2 separate regions of the Mus musculus genome follow, and region 1 is linked to region 2. A link is a contact called in public HiChIP or PLAC-seq data. All regions are on one chromosome and are shown on one strand. Each heading gives the region's core, a stretch centred on a gene start, on an enhancer-like site or on the middle of the called end of the contact. The rest is flanking DNA. Distances are from core to core; before and after follow the strand shown.

What was found. HiChIP or PLAC-seq counts read pairs in DNA pulled down with a chosen protein or histone mark.
Region 1: an H3K4me3 HiChIP or PLAC-seq map of the 230-238 cell line shows a contact between it and region 2, with 3 times the contacts expected there. The contact joins two enhancer-like sites. A contact is called at or near these places in 2 of 15 datasets of contacts at CTCF or cohesin (large pre-B cells and pro-B cells), 8 of 484 Hi-C or Micro-C datasets (CD4 T cells, the P5424 cell line, Th2 cells and 5 more), 7 of 115 datasets of contacts at active chromatin or transcription factors (the 230-238 cell line, bone marrow-derived macrophages, effector CD8 T cells and 3 more) and 2 of 9 other capture datasets (adipose tissue and liver).

The regions. Positions count from the first base shown.
Region 1 is chr11:86,832,056-86,836,358 of GRCm38.p6, forward strand. The region is part of intron 4 of Gm33742 (a long non-coding RNA gene); the gene reads right to left. Among named protein-coding and RNA genes, the nearest start is that of Gm51288, 18 kb to the right of the region's middle. Within about 2 kb of position 2,191, at least 34 of the 459 cell types and tissues checked have an H3K27ac peak or open chromatin away from gene starts, as enhancers often do. A contact at or near this core is called in the 230-238 cell line and pro-B cells, where this site is marked.
Region 2 is chr11:86,717,898-86,721,679 of GRCm38.p6, forward strand. It overlaps Cltc (clathrin, heavy polypeptide (Hc)), which reads right to left. Exons shown (of 32, transcript NM_001003908.2): 10 at 3,678-3,782; 11 at 2,353-2,490; 12 at 1,562-1,726; 13 at 1,289-1,469; 14 at 1-164. Among named protein-coding and RNA genes, the nearest start is that of Ptrh2, 36 kb to the left of the region's middle. Within about 2 kb of position 1,709, at least 38 of the 459 cell types and tissues checked have an H3K27ac peak or open chromatin away from gene starts, as enhancers often do. A contact at or near this core is called in the 230-238 cell line and pro-B cells, where this site is marked.

The DNA.
Region 1 (4,303 bases), core at 941-3,440, 110 kb after region 2:
CTATGTAGACTGGATGGCCTCAAATGGAGAACTTTCTCCTTCTGTCTCCCAACTGTTGGGATCAAAGGCACATGCCGCGATGCCCAGCCACTGGCTTCTATCTGAGACAGGCTTTTCCTTTGTAGGCCAAGGTAGTTTCCAGCTCGCGATCCTCCCACCTCAGCTGTTCATACCCTGAGCTTACAGACGTGTGCCATCATGACTGCATTCAAAAGTCAATCAAGCCGGGCAGTGGTGGCGCTTGCCTTTAATCCCAGCATTTGGGAGACAGAGGCAGGTGGATTTCTGAGTTTGAGGCTAGCATGGTCTACAAAGTAAGTTCCAGGACAGCCAGCATGGCTATACAGAGAAACCCTGTCTTGAAAAACCAACAAAAATAAAAAATAATAAAAAAATAAAAAAGTCAATCAAAATGATGAGGCTCACATTAGGAATTTAAATAATCGCTGTAAAGCCAACAAAATGGCTTATCCAATATGGGGCTTGCTACCAATTCTGATGACCTGAGTTCAATTCCAGGGACCAGCTGTATCGTGAGCAAAAGGAGAGAACTGACTTCTGCAAGTTGTCCTCCGACATCCACAAAAGTGCTATGGCATGTGTACACACACACACACACACACACACACACACGTGTGTGCGCGTATAATAATTTTTTATTGTCTCTCTAAGAGCCAGGTGTGGTTTGCATGCCTGTAATTCCTGAGTTTAGGAGATTAAGGCAGAGTATTGCAAACTAAACACCACTGAGGGCTACATGGAGAAAAGCCTGACTCCGAAGCGAGGTTGGTATACAGTCCCTTCATGATTAGAACACCTCTAACTGACTAGAAATCCTGGTGATGAACACAGGAAGGGCTGAGCTTCATTGGGTTCACAGTCTACAAGTCTGACACTTCCACAGACGCTACCCATTTCTCTCAGTCCTCACAAGAGGCCTCTGAGGAAGCTGCTAGGTGCATCACAGCTGGACATATAAGAACTAGTAATGCCAAAACGGCTCAACTGGGCTTCAGGGCAGTTCCCGCCATCTCGGAATCACTGAATGCAGAACAGAGAGATATTCCAAGCTAGAGATCTGTTAAGTCTCATTCATATATATCTGGCAACTCACACGGAGAAGAAGTTGCTAGAAGAATGTGATGACCATACAGAATTCACGGGAAGGACACCCCCCACCCTCCCAAGCCCCCCCCCCCGAGATTCTTAGATTCCCAACATCTACTGTTTGCCCCTTGGCTCTGGAAATGAGTTACTATGAGTGAATGTTTAATTAAATTGACTTTGCCCAACTTAGGTCAGAGAAGACACAGGGGTCCCTGATAGCTATCTCAGGATATTGTGTCCACTAAATTAAAGCTTCATACCATGTGAGTGAGCAAGGCTCTGGGTTTGGGGGAGGGTTATTTTCAGGGCTTGGGCTTGAACTCTGGACCTTGTCTGTGCTAGGCAAGTACTCTACCACTGAGCTATTCTGTGGCTCAATGTGTACATGTATAAAATAGGAATAAGTATAATCTCTCTGTGTTTTATTTTTGTTTGTTTGTTTGTTTGTTTGTTTTGAAACAGAGGCTCGCTGTGTAACTCAGACTGAATTCCAACTCGTTTCGAATTCTTCTTGCCTTAGGCTTTGAGTTCAACATTTGAGATTGTGGGCTTGAGCCACCAATGTAATTTAAAAGAATTTTACAAGCAGTGAGATGGCTCAGCAGGTAAAAGTGCTTTGCCACCAAGCCTGATAGCCTGAGTTTGATCACTACAACTCACTTGGTAGGAGGAGAGAACTGACTCTGGAAAACTGTCTGACCTCCATGTACATGGCTCCCTTGCACACGCACACACGTGAGCGCACAAACACATACACACTTGAATATACATAAATAAGTGTAATAAAATTAGAATTTAATTTTACCATGTTAATTTGTTTTGTTGTTGTTTTAGACAGAGCCTCATGTATCCCAGGCTGGGCCCAAACTTGCTATTATTGTAGGCAAGGACAGTGCCAGTTGAGGTGAAGTGCCCACATTACAAAGGGGAGGGGTCTGTTTTCAGGGCTGTTTCCTCTGTCAGGGGTCTGGATGAAACCACTGACCAGGCTGCGGAGCTCCAACAACCCTAGGTGCTGTTCTGTGGCCTCTCTCAGGGGCAGTGGAAGGAGATACGCTCAAGTGATTTCTGCCAAGCTAAGCAGATGGCGCTGTGCTCTGCCGTGGCTGCCAGAAGCTAGAACCCACTACGGGCTTAGGGCTCTATACAACACTTTACACTCTGCTCTTAGGCTCACGCTCACGAGGGTGGGGTGGCAGGGGTGAATAGAATAGTAAGAAAGTGTACAGGTGTACAGAAGCCAGGTGGTGGTGGTGCATGCCTTTAATCCCAGCACTTGGAAGGTAGAGGCAGGCAGATTTCTGAGTTTGAGGCCAGCCTGGTCTACAAAGTGAGTTCCAGGACAACCAGGGCTACACAGAGAAACCCTATCTCGGAAAAAAAAAAAAAAAAGTGTGCAGGAGCAAAGAGAAGGGCATTTGGAGAGTAAATGAGGGGGAACCAATGGAGGAAGGGGGAAGGAAGGAAAAAGGAGAGGCACGGTAGGTAATTTTAAAGTGCAACTGGAGGAAAAGGTTAAAGAGGATGTTTAAAGGTGACGCACACACAGTTTTTGGAGGTATGTTTTCACATACCCTAGGCTAGCATCGTAACCAGTCAAGCATGAGGATGGCCTTGACCCTTCTGACCCCCCTGACTTTATCCCCCAAAGTGCTGGGCATGTAGTCATGCCTTGCTTGTTACAACCTTTCTGCTATGCTAGGGATGGAGCCCAGGGCTTCATGCATGCTAGGCAAGCATTTTACTAATTGACCCCCAGCCCCAGCCCTTGGGTTTTCTTTCTAAGGGAAGGGTGAAGAAAAGGTTATATTCTCAAGCATTGTTGTTTATAAGATGTGACTCTTTGCATTATAAAAAGCAGTCTTATAAAGCTGCTGGCAGGGGTGGTGTCTAAGGCTCTGAGTCTAAGGCCAGCCTGGTTTACCGTAAAAGTTCCAGGACAGCCAGGGCTACACAGAGAAACCCTATCTTGAAAATCAAACCAACCAAACAAAAGTCGTCCATTCACGTGGTCAATGACCTAAGCTGAAACCTCAGTCATTACACAGGGATTAGTTTGCATGAGAAGGTGTTTGAGGAAGGTAGGGAGGCAGCAGAGAGAACTAGGATGGAGACAACAGCTGGCAACCTCATCCCATTAACACGATAAAAGGCTAGGTTCTTGTCCACGTAGCTAGAACCGTAAGGATGTTTTTGTGGTTGTTGAATGTCCTTTTCTGTGTCCATGCTGATTTTCCTTATTGCCTTGTTTCCCCAAGACAACCAAGTGACCTCGCCTGAGGATTGTTGTTACTCTGTGAAAACTGTTTATCTTTGGTAAGGGAACGCTCTGAGACCAGCTGTGGGCTGCCAACTACAGGGTATCAGGGCCATTTTTTTTCTCTTTTCTTTATTTGTGTGTGTCCGTGTGTGTAGGTGAGCACACATGCCTGTGAAAGCCAATGGTTGATATGTCATGTTTTTCCAGTCTCTCATGCTTTGTTATTTTGTTGTTGTTGTTTATTTGCACAGAATTCTATTACACAGAATCTCACGTAGCTCATACTGGCCTGGAACTCACAGTGTGGCTCAGAATGGCCTTGACTTTCTGATCCTGCTTGTCCTTCCTGAGAACTGGGGTGATAGAGCTACACCACCCCACCATTTTTCAAGGAATACTTGGGATAGGGCCTGCAGCTTGATGTAAACTAGGCAAGCACTCTACCAACAGCTTGAATTCCATCACCTTATTTGTTTAAAGATTTTATTTACTTTTATTGTATGTGTCTCAGTATCTATGCACCATGTGTGTGCAGTGCACCTGAAGGCCAGAATGGGGAGTCAGACCCCCTGAAACTGGAGTTAGGTATAGTTGTGAGCTGCCATTTGGGAATTAAACCTCGGTTCTCTGGAAGAGCAGCAAGAACTCTTACCCACTGAGTCATCTCTCCAGACCTGGCCACTTTGTTACAGTTACGTTTCAGGGTTGTTTGGTTGTTTTTGTTATTTTGTTTTGTTTTTGAGACAGGAATTCACTGTGTAGCCTTGGATAGCCTTGAATTCACTATGTAAGCCAGGCTGGCCTCACACTCTCAGAGATCCACCTGCCTTTGCCTCCTTAGCTGCCACTATATTCTTTGAGGCAGGGTCACTGGCCACTGAAGTTTCCAGATCTGCATGCAGGAGCGCCTGGATATTGCATTTAATGAAGACTTTA
Region 2 (3,782 bases), core at 459-2,958:
CTTGAGAAAATTCTTGACTCGCTCGGGATCATAGCAGTTGCTTTCTCTGCAGATTCTTTCCACTTCTTTGATTTGCCCAGTCTTGCAAGCCGCCTGAATATATTTAAAGTGCACATCTGGGTCCTGACTAAAGTTAACAATGGACCCCAGAAAATAAAAGAGACCTTAAAGAAACAAAAGTAACTGAGATTAAGGAACATAGGCAGGTTTTGTTTGTTTGCTTGCTTGCTTGCTTGCTCTAAGACAAGGTCTCACTGTGAAGCCCTGGTCTCTTCATGGAGTCCTGGCTGTCCTGATTTTGCTGTATAAGCCAGACAGACTGGTCACAAAATCAGAGATCCTCCTGTCTCTGACTCCAAAGTGCTGAGATTAAAAGCATGTACCATCAAGCCTGGCTATACTTTTGAGAATGAAAGAACTAAAAATTAAGCAATTACAAGTCATGATTACAGAAAAGGTTCCTAGTAAGTTGGCTGTTTTAAAAGTTCAGTAAGAATACACATTAATCCAGAAGCCACTTGAACAAATCAGGTATAAATTTCAGTCCCTACACAACAGGAAATTCTGTTTAAAAGTATCTTTCTGTGTTTTAGTGTTTTTGAGAGGATTTGTCGTATAGTTCAGGCTGTCCTTGAATCTATCATAAACCTGTCTCATTTTTCTGAGTGGCCACTCTGCCTGGCTCGGAAGTTTTCAAATAGTAAAGGACAGCGCCTCAATAGCAAAGCAAATGTTTATACCACATTTCATGAGACACTTTAAATCAAGTATCACATACCAGATAGCTTTGCATAAAACTTTCAAAAATTTAGTGTAGAGCTGTCCATAAGAACTTTCTGGAGTGATGACCTATATCATCTGCCTTAGACACTAACCTCCCATGGCTCACCTCAAGCGTAGCTAGACTAACTCTAGAAACTTTCAATTATATTTTAATTATTTAATTGAATTTTAAATAGCTGGGCTAATGAAGCACAAAACCCCCTTAGGAGAAATGTTCACTATTGCAAGAGTCAGAGCGGTGCTTTTAATATTACTGTAATTAGTCGTCAGTATTTTAATATTATGCAGCTAACACAAGACAATAAATTTCTTAACCCAAATTTCTGCCTTTAGTTCATAAAATACCCAAGCAGGTGTTCTTCTACACTGTATACCTCAAGGATCCCATGACATGAGGGGTCCTAGAGAAGACATGTCCCATAAAAGTGTTTTTCAGAAGATAATTTCGAACTGCCTGATTAATTATAAGTGTCTCTCTTATATCAATTCTGACATTCCTAATTACCTTCAAAACTCTTGAATGATTCAAAGAGCTCAATCAGAGACTGAGTTGACAGCTGTTCGTGATATTTAGAAGCCACCTGAACACAGATCTGTAGATTTTGACGAATATTAGCTGACAGCATGGCTCTGAGGCATTCTAGGGAATCTTCAACTGATAAGGACCCAAAGTAATTCACTAACCACTAGAGGGAAAAAAAAAATTAATAATTACTATCACCCAGTATAAACAATAAACACACTGACTAATCACAACTAACAGGTAAGAAACAAATACCTCAGGGTTAAGAAGATGGGTATGAACAACTGCACGTTTTATGTCATATAAATCGGTGAAGTGTTCTAATGCACGCTGCAGCAGGCCCGCCTTCTCACACAGCTGGGCGATATGAGCCCGGTCATAGTGGGTGAACATCTGATTCCCGAGAATGGCATCTGCAACCTAGAAAACCACAGACAGGACAAGGCCGTGTTTCCTTCTCCTTTACTTCAGCATACACCAACACCCAGAAAATACACTGAGACTGAATAGTGAATAAATAACATGAAAGTATGAAGTACAAAGAATACTAGCTAAATTTTCTTAGGAAATAAGCATCTCAAAACTCTGAGTGACAACTTGTAAACATTGGCACAATGGACCAGAACAGGATCGGAAGCAAGATTAAAAAGCATGACAACTCTGCTGGACACATTTTTTGTCAACTTGAAAGTGGGAACATCTTGGAAGTGGGAACCTCAAATTTGAAAATGGCTCTAACAGACTACTTACAGGCAAGCCTGTGGGGTCTTTTCTTGACTAATGATGGGGAGTGGGGAAAGCCCACCAGGAAAAACACCGTCCTTGGACGGGTAGTCCTGGGTTATAAGAAAAGACTGAGCAACATAATAAGCAGTGCTCCTGCATGGCCTCTGTTTCAGTTTCTGCCTCCAGGTTTCTGCCCTGACTTCCCTCAGTGACAGAGTCAAAAGAGTTTTAAGGTAAAATAAACCCTTTCCTCCCCAAGTTACTTTGGTCATGGTGTTTATCACAGAAATAGAAATCCTAATGAATACAACAACACATACTTGAGGTGCGTGCATAAGGTTCATCTCAAGCAATCGCGTCTGCAAAGGACCTTCAGAGGGACGATTATTCTTCAAAGCATCAAGTAAGAAGGCAGTACATTGTTGGATTAGATTGTATTCCATAAAGACATCCACAATCTATTAAAAGAGAAAAATCAGATATAAGACAGTACTGAAGGGGAAGAGCTGTAAGACCAAAAGGGCAATTCAGTGTAGGGGAAATATGAACAAGTAACAATGTGCACGTATGCAAGTCATGTTAAAATGCAAAGAACATGTATGAGTTTTACCAGTTGTTTTTTGATATTTACTTATTTTATAAGTATATCACATGTACTTTTGAGTTTTTGCATGCATGTATTTCACATGAAGAGAACGGTAGCACATCCAGTGGACTTAGAATTAAGGATGTTTGTGAGCCACCACGTGGGTGCTTGGAATCAAGCCAGGGTCCTCTGTAATAGCAACAAGGGCTCTAAATTGCTGAGCCCCATCGATCTAGACCCTGAATACCAGACTTAAAGAATAGTATTTATACAACCTTTCCTCATATTTAAATTGCCAGAGAAGCCAGGTATATGGGTATGCCAGCTCACCCCTATAAAGGCTAGTATTCAGAGAGCAGCACTAGGAAGTTTTAGACCAGCTTGGTCTACATATGAATTCCAAGATTAGAGAGCTATATAATGAGACTCTATCAAAACAAACTAAAAAGTTATTGAAAACTCAGTTCTCTAAGTTACAGTTTAAAAAAAAAAAAACCCCAAGGATATACAATATGAAAAATTGGCTTACACATTCTCTTTGTTCTTCTCCCCAACCAGGGGAGCACACCACTCATATATATTACTTCTTGTCTTTTTGACCAAGATAAAGTAATTTCATTTTCACATATCTGTCCCTAATCAAACTGGTATTTGTTCTATTTTAAAACAGTAAATATTATTTACTATTACTATTTAGCTTAAAAAAAAAAAAAACAGTTTTTCTGTGACAAGAATTAAGTGACTAGCTCAGCAGAAACACTTGTATGCAGGCTGACTACCTGAATGCAACCAGGCTGCAAAAGTGCTCTCACACATGGTCCTCTGACCTCCGTACATGCCACGGGTGCACCTCTGCCTGAAGCAATATTTAGAATTGGTATCTTACTGCCTATTCTTTTGCAATATGTTGTGGTAAGATATTCAGGGTTTATCCATGCAGGGACACATGAATACAATTTCTGTCAGCTGAAAGTTTAAATTATTCTCCTGAAAAGTGTGTGAAACTCAGACTCCCCAACACTTCCAACTCCATGAAGAAGAGTTTTAAGATGACATTACCTGGGTGATATCAGCAAGAGGCTCTTCATCCTGAACTAACATTTGAGCAAACTGCTGTCCTTGATCTGGACTGATCCGCATGACATTTCTCAGGAGAAAGATCCA